Regions from separate parts of the Sus scrofa genome. Here region 1 is linked to region 2. The links are chromatin contacts, called in public Hi-C maps. All regions are on one chromosome and are shown on one strand. Each heading gives the region's core, a stretch centred on a gene start, on an enhancer-like site or on the middle of the called end of the contact. The rest is flanking DNA. Distances are from core to core; before and after follow the strand shown. Region 1 overlaps TCF7L2 (transcription factor 7-like 2). Region 2 overlaps VTI1A (vesicle transport through interaction with t-SNAREs homolog 1A).

What was found. A called contact is a pair of places that touch in the nucleus more often than the background predicts.
Region 1: a Hi-C map of liver shows a contact between it and region 2, with 1.5 times the contacts expected there. The contact joins two enhancer-like sites. A contact is called at or near these places in 3 of 47 Hi-C or Micro-C datasets (liver, retroperitoneal adipose tissue and skeletal muscle).

Annotation. Positions count from the first base shown.
Region 1 is chr14:123,510,255-123,515,304 of Sscrofa11.1, forward strand. All of the region lies in intron 6 of TCF7L2 (transcription factor 7-like 2), which reads left to right. Among named protein-coding and RNA genes, the nearest start is that of TCF7L2, 170 kb to the left of the region's middle. Within about 2 kb of position 1,662, at least 10 of the 83 cell types and tissues checked have an H3K27ac peak or open chromatin away from gene starts, as enhancers often do. A contact at or near this core is called in liver, where this site is marked.
Region 2 is chr14:123,135,740-123,140,440 of Sscrofa11.1, forward strand. All of the region lies in intron 9 of VTI1A (vesicle transport through interaction with t-SNAREs homolog 1A), which reads left to right. Among named protein-coding and RNA genes, the nearest start is that of TCF7L2, 210 kb to the right of the region's middle. Within about 2 kb of position 2,827, at least 7 of the 83 cell types and tissues checked have an H3K27ac peak or open chromatin away from gene starts, as enhancers often do. A contact at or near this core is called in liver, where this site is marked.

The DNA of each region.
Region 1 (5,050 bases), core at 412-2,911, 370 kb after region 2:
AGTGTCACTCCCGTGTCACTGTGACAAGAAAATACACTTTCCTCCTCCCTCCCCCTCTCCCTTCGCAGCCCTCTCCCTAAGAAATTTGTTTTGAGGGATTTGACAATCTTGCAGATAAAGTGCCTGCCTGCTGCATTCCGTTGATCATTTTCCCCCATGGCCGACCGTAATTTCTTAGCTTCTCTTAGCAGCTCTGCCCCTGCTGCCCAAGGTAACGGCTGAGGGGGGGACTGCTTAGGTGCCCTGCACTGGCTGGGGAAGAAGGGCCGTCCCCTTCCTTCACACACTTCCTAGGGGTGCAGAGCAGAAAGTAGAAGGAGTTTCTTTTAATTAATTTTTTAAAAATTTAATCCACGACCAGTTGAACTAGATTACTTGGCCTCTTTTTGCTTTTGTTTTCTCCTCTTCATTTCGTTTTTTGCTTTTGCTTTCGGAGGGATGTGTGTGGAAAGGGAAGACTTCACAAGATTAACAGCAGGCGTTGTGAGTGAGAACCTGGAGCATTCTGAGTCTGCCCGGGCAGACCTGGGAGCCATGTCCACCTTTTAAGATGCTTTTTTCCTGCTCTGTGAGTGAGAGGAATAAAGGGAGGGGAAGCTGGGAGGAAGAAGAAAAGTGAGAAAAGCAATAAGGGAGGAGAGAAAAAGCTGGCCCAGTCCCATCTTGAAGGTACAGAGAAAGTTTTTTTTTTTTTTTTTTTGAGGTGGAGAGAAAGAAAACCAAAGCTATTATGTACCCTAGGGATACCATCTTAGTGGGAATGGAAGATTTGAGTGGGAAGGGAGGCACGGTGGCCTCCGGGCTCACTCTCTTCCAGCAGTTGGGCGGTTGGCACCTCAATTTGAATTGCTGGGTGAGTAGTGGGGTGTGTGTGTGTGTGCGCGCGCGAGTGTGTGTGTGTGTGTGTGCGCGCGCGTGCGCTCGCGTGCCCACGTTCACGTCCTTGCTTATGGTCTTGGCCATTAAACCTTTGTGCTTTTTTTTTTTTTTTTTTTTATTTGATTCATCTAGTGGGAAGGAAAAACAAAACAAGCGTAAATGGTCACCTCAAGCTGTGCCCTTTCGCGGTGTGCTTTTTATAGCAGGTTTTGGGGGAAGGGGGGAAGAAAGGGTTAAAAAAAAAAAAAGAAGATGGAGAGGACAGAAAGCTGGACTTTTATCACAATCCTTATGGTTCTATGGCAATGCAGACCCGGCTCCCCAAGTGCCAGAGAGCTGGACTCTGGCAAAGGGTGGTGGGATTTGGGATTTTTTTCCTAACAAATCATTTTCTTCCCCTTCACCCACGAAGGTGGGCTCCACTGGAAGAAAGAGAAGGAGAAATGACATTCCCTTCTAGATAGAGACACATACTTTGGAAGCTTGAAACATTTTTGAGCAATCAGGCTTTTCCAGTAGCAGGGCTTGTGTAAACTGTGTATTTTGGTTTCATATTTAATACTAACTTTCTGTTGCTCTGTCTTTAGTTGTATTTATTTTCAATCTCCAAATGTAGATGTTGCCGGCCTTTTAGGGCTCCAGTCTTGCTTGTGGCGTTTGTGTTTTCGAAACATAATATAAAATGTGCTTTGGAAACCTGAGAGACGGATGACAGCCTACTGTGCTGTTAATGATTAGGGAGACAGCCTTTTTGCAAATACCAATTTGGGGCTCAGAGTACTTTACACTGTTCACCTGTGCTCTGATCAATCAACTCTTGCATCAGCTCCTTTGCCATAAGTTCTAAGGGTGTGCTCTTAGAATTTGGAGACGATTCCTTCATTGTCTTTATTATTACTTTTTTTTTTTAATCGTTTTTTGGTTGTTGAATGGCCAAACAGAAACCTTTGCAATGGTCAATCAGCTGTTCAATGGTCATATTGATATTTGGGGGAGGAAGGCATGAACTGTACTACCGTCTGTGAGTCCTTGCGTTTTCAAAATCATGTGTTAAAATCCTATGTTGTGACTAGAAACGCGGGAGGAGAGATGGTTCTCTAGCTGGGCAGGAAGGAATGACAGCTGTGTATGTCTTTTCTGGTTCTGTGCAACTTCCTAGTTGAGGTATGATTGTAAACTGTCAGGAATTGTGGGGAAGGGCGTGCAGGCAGGCGCTGTAACTGCATAAAGTGTGTTGCCTCCAGTTTCCCACCCAGCACAGCCTCTCACTTCCAGATTCCTGAAAGGTTCCAGACCTTTTGTTTACTCATATTACTTGGGTTACTTCACTGCAGCCCCGCTGCTCCGGGGGCCGGGTTAAACCTCCATTCTTGATGGTTTAGGGGAAGGGAGTTCCTTTGAAAGGGTAATTTCCCAACTCCGATGATACAGATATTATGATCTTTGTATTGTCACAACAGGCTGCTGCCTCTGCATTTTCTGGACGCAACAGAGCCTGCAACCTTAGATTTTTAGGGAAACCGCCCCTTTGTGCTCCGGGGATGCTGGGGGGCCTTGCTGAGCTATGTAATGGCATTCTTTCCTTCTGCAATATTTTGGAATGTGATGAAATCCTGACCTGCCCTCCAGATGACATACTTTTGCACACACTTGAAGGGTTTCTTTTGTTTTGTTTTGTTTTGAAGTGAACTTTGCCTGGGTCCTTCCCTCATTGCCTTAAACGTTCATCCGCTTCCATCAGAAGGGACAGTGGTGGTGTTTCCTTCTCACCCTGTCTTAGGTCCTTTTACGTGTATCCTTTATGGAGGCTACAGATGCCCGTTAAAGAATGCCCATGTTTGGGACACTAACAGGGCACAATCGTGCAGAACCATGGGGCTTCTTCCGTTGAGTCTGCCTTGGCCGACTTCCTGCTGAGTCCGGGGTTTGGCCGATTGCATCCTGCATCCGTAGGGTTTCAGGAAAACGTTTGTCCCTCTTCTCAGTTTCTCTGTTGCTAGAGAGAAATTTACCTGCTCTCTGAAGGGACCTTTCTCGAGCTCTTATAGACTTCCGGAACAGGCATGGTTTTCAAATACCGTCTCGATTTGAAAGTTAGGCACAAGAGTTGTTAAGAAATACCAAAGTCATTTTTATGCAGCTGCTCGTTGTAACTAAATTAGAAAGGTGGTATCAGATTTTGTTCACTGCTTCTTTCTTGAAATCCCCAGGATGTAATAACCATTATGTACTTAACATTGATTCTAAATCAAAATTGGCGATTTCCTTTCCATTATATTTAGGAATCCTTAGATTTGGGGTGGTGGTGTTTTGGGGGGAGATGGTCTGGAAATCATTATTATTTTTTTTTTTATTTAAAGTTGTTTTGAATTTGTGCTTTTGGGTTTCTTCATTTGGAATAGGTTAGTTTTTCTGGCTTTCTTTTGAAAATGAAACAGCTGTACCCTCTTACCCAATTGCCAGACATTCCCCCGAACTCAGACACTTAACAAGATTGATTATGCGAACGCTAATCATTTAATACCCAAGTAGTAGAAAACCATCTTGCGGGAGCGTGGAGGTTGCAAATTCCTGGGAAATGACGACTCTGAGACCTGGCGGAGGATTAGGACAGTGAGAGGACCCCCTGCGCTGCCACCCCCGCCCCTCCGGGAGCTGTGACCTGCCCCTGGAGGGAGGCACACAGGAAGGAAGCCCTGGGAACTTGCTGGTGGGGTGAGCCTGGACCGGGCGGGCCGAGTCTTAAGCTCACAAGTGCTTTAAAGGTTAAAACACAATGGGATGCTTTCTTTTTATTGGAAAATAAATGAGAATGAGTGGAAATAAATTATGTTTAATGAACTTAACTGGAAGTAATTGTTCAAAAGCCTGTGAAAACACAGCTTCGCTGGGTCGGGCCTTGGCTGCGATGTTCACAACGCCCAGGCTGCTGGAGCCCCTCTTTATGTTCAAGGTTTAGACCGACCCTTCCGTGTGCCCACTCCCCACCCTGACACCTTCAGCTCCTGCTCCCACTCCCCCCTCCTCCTTTTGGGAAATGGAATAGAAACATTAAGAAGAACTGAATTTGGCCCCATAGACCCTTAATGCTTGACAGTCTGTTTCATGTGTTACTATCTGGGTTGTTATATTATAAAGGGGGGGGACCCAAACCAAAAAAACACCCCAAAAAGGCCAAGGGCTTAGGATGGTTTGCGTTAGCGGTATGTATTTCCATGTGTGTGTGAGAATTTGGATGAAAATTGGCTGCACGTTTATTCTCTCCCTGCCTGCCCTGTTCAGTCATTTCCCTGCATGAAGAATTTTAATGCCTGTGTGAGTACACGGGGAATTATGAGTCTGCAGAATTTCACAGACGGCTGGGAGAGTCTTCTCTCTCCCTCTTCTTGCTGTCTAAATGGATTGTATTCCAGAGAAAGAAGGGAGGAGGGGAAAGAAGTCAGCCATTGATAATTCACAAACAAATAAGCGGGGCTCTTGAGTGTCAGGCTCCGGAGAGTGGGAGAAGCTCTAACTTTGCGGCCTGGCGGGCACACCATTGGGGCCGGGTGATGGAGGCAGTGTACTCCAGCTGCAGGCTGGGTGTTTCTTTTCCGCATCTCAGAGGCTGACTTTCTTTCTCTTAACCTCCAGGCAAAGCTCGAATCCTGTGAAGCCTTCTTGGTTTTATTTTTTATTTCCAGCAGACAGTGCTGTAGCCATCGGTAGAAGCCTTGCCTCAGGAAACAGTGCCGCCTGAGTTGGGGGCAAGGCCTGAGACTGAGAGCAGTTGGGTTCAACCACTGACAGCCCCTCCACTAGGTGGGCCCTCGCTGCCTGGGCCTCTGACAGTCGAGAGGGGAGAGGGGCAGAGCAAAGGGTGCCAAGCAGCCCTTCAGGCCCCAGAGGATGCTCTCCCGCCCCCCTTCCCCTCTGTGTGTGTAGGAGGTTTGCAGGGTACAGTAGCGAGAACAGCAGGCCTGCATCCAGGCTGCTCCTTGATGTCATCCAGCAGCTGAAGTAGTTGCTCCTTGGTGCGCTCACTTGTTTAGGCCGAAAGACTACCGTCACTGACCCTTCCTCTCTGGTTCATCGACCCGCCAAAGAGGACTGACTAGTTGAGTCAGTCACCAAGGGGTTGTTGATGAGTAAGAAACAGCCGCTCCTCCTCACCAGCGCTCCACAGCCCCAG
Region 2 (4,701 bases), core at 1,577-4,076:
GACCTAGCTGATGATCCCAGAGCGAGGCCTCAACATGTTCCAAGGCCTGAACTGCTCTGAACGGGCTCTGGATTCCCAGTGATGCACGAAGCCTCTCAGGGTCAGGGGCCACCAAACTGCCAGTCAGGCAGAGCAGGTGGAATGTCGCACAGCTGCGCCTCTGGCTGCATTTCCCAACACCTCCCTACCCCACAATGATCAGTCGTTGGCATGCTGTTTCTGCCACCTTGTCATCTCAATGGCTTGTCTGGGGTCTCGATGGCTGTGCGTGTGGAGAGCCTGTCCCAGCCCTCTTTTCTCAGGACAAGCTAGACTGCACTTCCTCTGGCCTTATCAAACCCCTTGTTTCCAAAATTGTTACTTAGCCACTTGGGAAGCTGAAGTCGATTCCTCCTCCCCCGCCCCACCCCCCTGCCGCCCCGCAGCATCCTCCCAGCTGAAAGTAATGAGAAAAACACTTGACCATGGCGTGATGTCCATCCTTCTCATTCTCCCCAGTCTACCATGATTTAGAGGGTTAAGCCTGTAGAATTTTGTCAGCTGCGTTTTGAACTGTTGGTGGTAGTTTGACCATTTCTGCTTCAAGCCCAGCTTAAAGGAACATATGGCCCCAGATTCTTCAGTGCTGCAGATATGGGCCTTTCCCATGTTAAGAGACTTAACAGATGAAATATGGTTTTCTGTACCTCTTTTCATTGACTGTCAAAATAACAAGTAATGTCTTGTCTTTCAACAGAGACGCTCTTTTTGCTCAGCTATTCAATGAAGAATGTGCCGTTGTCTTTGCTGTAGATTTTTATTTTATTTGTAAATTGTGCGTGCTGCATGCCACGGAATACTGAAAAGCCATACACCCCGGCTTGTTAGCTGACACACAGTATGTGTGATTACAAATTGTTTGAATAACAGTGGACTATTGAACTGCCATCCAGATGTGAGTGGCGTTAACTGTGGGAATGTCCACAAAGAAGGATTCTCTTTTGGGTTGCTGGGTCCAAGCCCCCAGAAAGGGGAAACATAAGCGTGGAAGCTACTCAAATAGAACAATAGCTATAAGTGGCTCCTCAGAAGCAAAATTAATCATTTTTTAAAAAATTATACATTGCAACTAAGATCAAATTTGTTGTCCCTAAGTAAATCAGGCAAAGAAAATGCCAAACAGCAATGAAAGAAGTTTGGGCTTTGAATGGCCTTTACAAGTGGTTTAGTCATTTTATATTTTTTAATGTCTAGAATTCAGAACGTTGTAGATTCAAGATAAGACCCTGATCATCCCAAGTTTCTGAGCTGGCTCCTCGGGTGCTTTGTGTTTCCGTCACTCCCTTCCCTCTTGCCTGCTGCACAGGAGGGCACGTGGTTGGTGCAGTGGTTGGTGTTCATAGTTCTAGCTAGGAGAAAGCAACACAGAAATCCCCTGTAAACATTTTCTTTCAAATATTGGAACCACATTGAGATACCACTTCACACCCAGCAGGATGGCTAAAATAAAAAGATGGACAATAACAAGTGTCGACAAGGACATGGAAACATCACAACCCTCATACACTGCTTATGACAAAGCAAAATGGTGTGGGCCACTTTGTCAGGCAGTTGGGCGTTGCCAGTCCTGGGCATACATGTCCAAGAGGATCGACAATGTACGTTCACATTAAAACCTGCACGTGAATGTTCAGAGCAGCATTATGCATGGGAGACAAAAAAGTAAAAACAACCCACTGTCCATTGTGATGAATGGATAAGTAAAATCCAGTATATTCTTTGGCCATAAAAAGGAATAAAGTACCAATACAACCTGGATGAACCTTAGAAACATGCTATGTGAAAGAAGCCAGGCACAAAAGACTGTATTATATGAATCCATGTGTATGAAATGTCCAGACAGGCAAATCTGTAGAGACAGAAAGTGGATTAGTGGTTGCCTAGGGCTGGAGGGGTTGAAGGGAAATGGAGAGTGACGGCTAATGGGTATGGGGTTTCTTGTTGGAGTGATGAAAATTGTCTAAAACTAATTGTGATGATGCTTGTACAACTTGGTGAATATACTAGAAACTGTTGAATTTTATAATTTCAGTGGGTAAATTGCATGGTATATGAGTAATGCCTCAATAAAAGTGTCAAAAATGAAGGCAAAATAAAGACATTTTCAGGTAAAAATTTTGTAAGGTATTTCAAGGTGATTTTTTTTTAAGAGAATCATGCCTCAAATTAGGATGTCTTCAAAAACCACCTATCTGGATTTTTTTTTTTTTTTAGCATGAAGAGAAGGGGAAATAGTTTTAAATTTAGTAGCTGATATTCTTTTTTTCCCTCTGGAATGAAAGATCTGTTACTTGTTCAACAGCGTCAATGCTTTCTATCTCCACTTGAAATCTACAAGCAGTAAGTTGGTACCCAGCCATCAAATACCTAGATTTACCTTTGTGTGATAAAACTCCCTTTAGCAATGCATATTGGAATGTAAAGTTTTGAACCTATTTTGAATTCTGTCGCAAGCAATTTAAAAAAAAAAATTTTTTTTCCATCATGAAATGTCAACCAAGTCTTAGGAAACAAAGAAACGAATAGGAAATCCTCTCTAGATTTTGTTCGCACTCCAGCTCTCTATAGTTTAATCTAAAGAAAAATGTGGAATTTCCTGCAGAGTGATTAATAGGCCCGTGTGGTGACATACAGGAACTCTGAGCTTGACCTGGCAGGTAAAGGCTAACTGGTATGTTAAGTTGATTACACAATTTCCTCTAAATAAGTTGACAAGTGGTTTGCACAGTTGCCTTGACTTTTGCCCTTATAAATGCACACTTATAAATGACTTGCTTTTTCAGCTAAAGCAATCCTTATTTTAGATGTGACACGTGTTAAGTAAACAGCCTGATAGGCAACCCCAGCCTCCTAACCTTCATAGCCAGGTCAGATTAGCAGAGTTGCCAGGGAACATGGGTTGGGGGAGCCTGAACTTGGCTTTGAGATATGGCTGTGTTTGTAGGGCATGAGAAACCCTCCTTCCAGTTTTCCTCCTCCCAGTATGGTGAAGTAGACTGGTGGGTTCCAGAGGAGGATTCCACAAATGGCTTGAAATATTCCAGGAGGAGAGGCTGCTGAATGGCTTGCAGTAAATGACAATGGGTTTATCTCTAGTGTTTTATACAGATCTCCTTTCAGGATGTCAGGTCTGTCAGAAAACACAGCCTCTGGGACTTCTTCAAAAAATATCCTGGAGAAAGGGTTTCCGGTCAGCATTTCTATTCTATGATCATATTCCCAGGAAGAAAATATAGTCCTTTTATAGTTGAGAGAATATAGTTTATTGAGATATTTTTATTTACAGATATACTGCTTCTTTCTCTTTAAGGGGAAAGTTACAAAAAGCCATTGTAAAAGAACAGGAAATGTTGCCTTCAGATGATAAATCAAAATGCTGCTTAGGAAAATAACTGGTTATTTGTAGATTTATAAGTCAGGCGCCTTTATTGAACTTAATATATCCTGATTTGATAAGCGAAAAGAGGTTTGCTAACATTGTTGATTTAGCTGGAACCTATTTGTGTGTGGTGTGTGTGTGTGTGTGTGTGTGTGTCTTCCTGAATGAGTTAAACATTTGGAAAATGAATTGATTTTTATTTGTATATACAAAGATAATACCATTTATGCACTCCAGGTCCAGAATATGACAAGCCTTGAGCTCATCTGGAAAATAGAACATTATTAGGACTCAGAGGTTAAATTTACAATCCCACCATCAGTCCATGAACGTTCCTCTGAAACAGTGTGCAGACCCATTATAAATCATCTTCATTTACTTTAACTCTTACATAAGATGAAACTTGCCAGTCTGAAAATGTCTCCTACTTGCCACAGATGACTCTCTGCGAAATCCTTTTATTTCATTATTTCGTTCAGTCATCCATAGGTATTTGTAAACAGGATTGCCATCCACCTTCTGGCTGGCTGTGTGCTTGGGCAAAGGACTGGGGCTAATCTGTCCTGCCATGGGGTTCTCCTTGAAACCTGTCAATACTCAGTAACCATTAACCATTAGCAACAACATCCTGGTTGCATGTTTCTGAGCCAGGTCACTTCCTTCCCAGCTGGCCATCGCCCTGTCAGGCGTACTCCTGAGTCGGGGGGCCTGGGGAAGGGATTTTTCACACTCAATCCTCTCTGTTTGTAGCAAGTTAGGATCCTCTGAGGTTTGGCTTTCATCTCAGCATGGCAGTCCCAAGACGCATGAATTTCCCACCACGATGGACCAGTCTGGAAGTTTCTGCTGCCTCTCAAATTTATCTCAACAGAGTAGCCGATAAAAATAGAGTTAATACTCTGTTATATATGTTTTAATAAAAAATTTCAGAAATTAAAAAAGTACTGAAGGAGTTCCCATCGTGGCACAGTGGTTAACGAATCCAACTAGGAACCATGAGGTTGTGGGTTCGGTTCCTGGCCTTGCTCAGTGGGTTAAGGATCCGGCATTGCCGTGAGCTGTGGTGTAGGTCGCAGATGTGGCTCGGATCCTGTGTTGCTGTGGCTCTGGTGTAGGCCGGTGGCTACAGCTCCGATTAGACCCCTAGCCTGGGAACCTCCATACGCCGCAGGAGCGGCTCAGGAAATGGCAAAAAAAAAAAAAAAGTAGTGGAATTAAAAAGTAGGTCCTAACATAATGAATATGCTTCTTCCCACCACAAGCTTAAGAATTAAGATTTTACA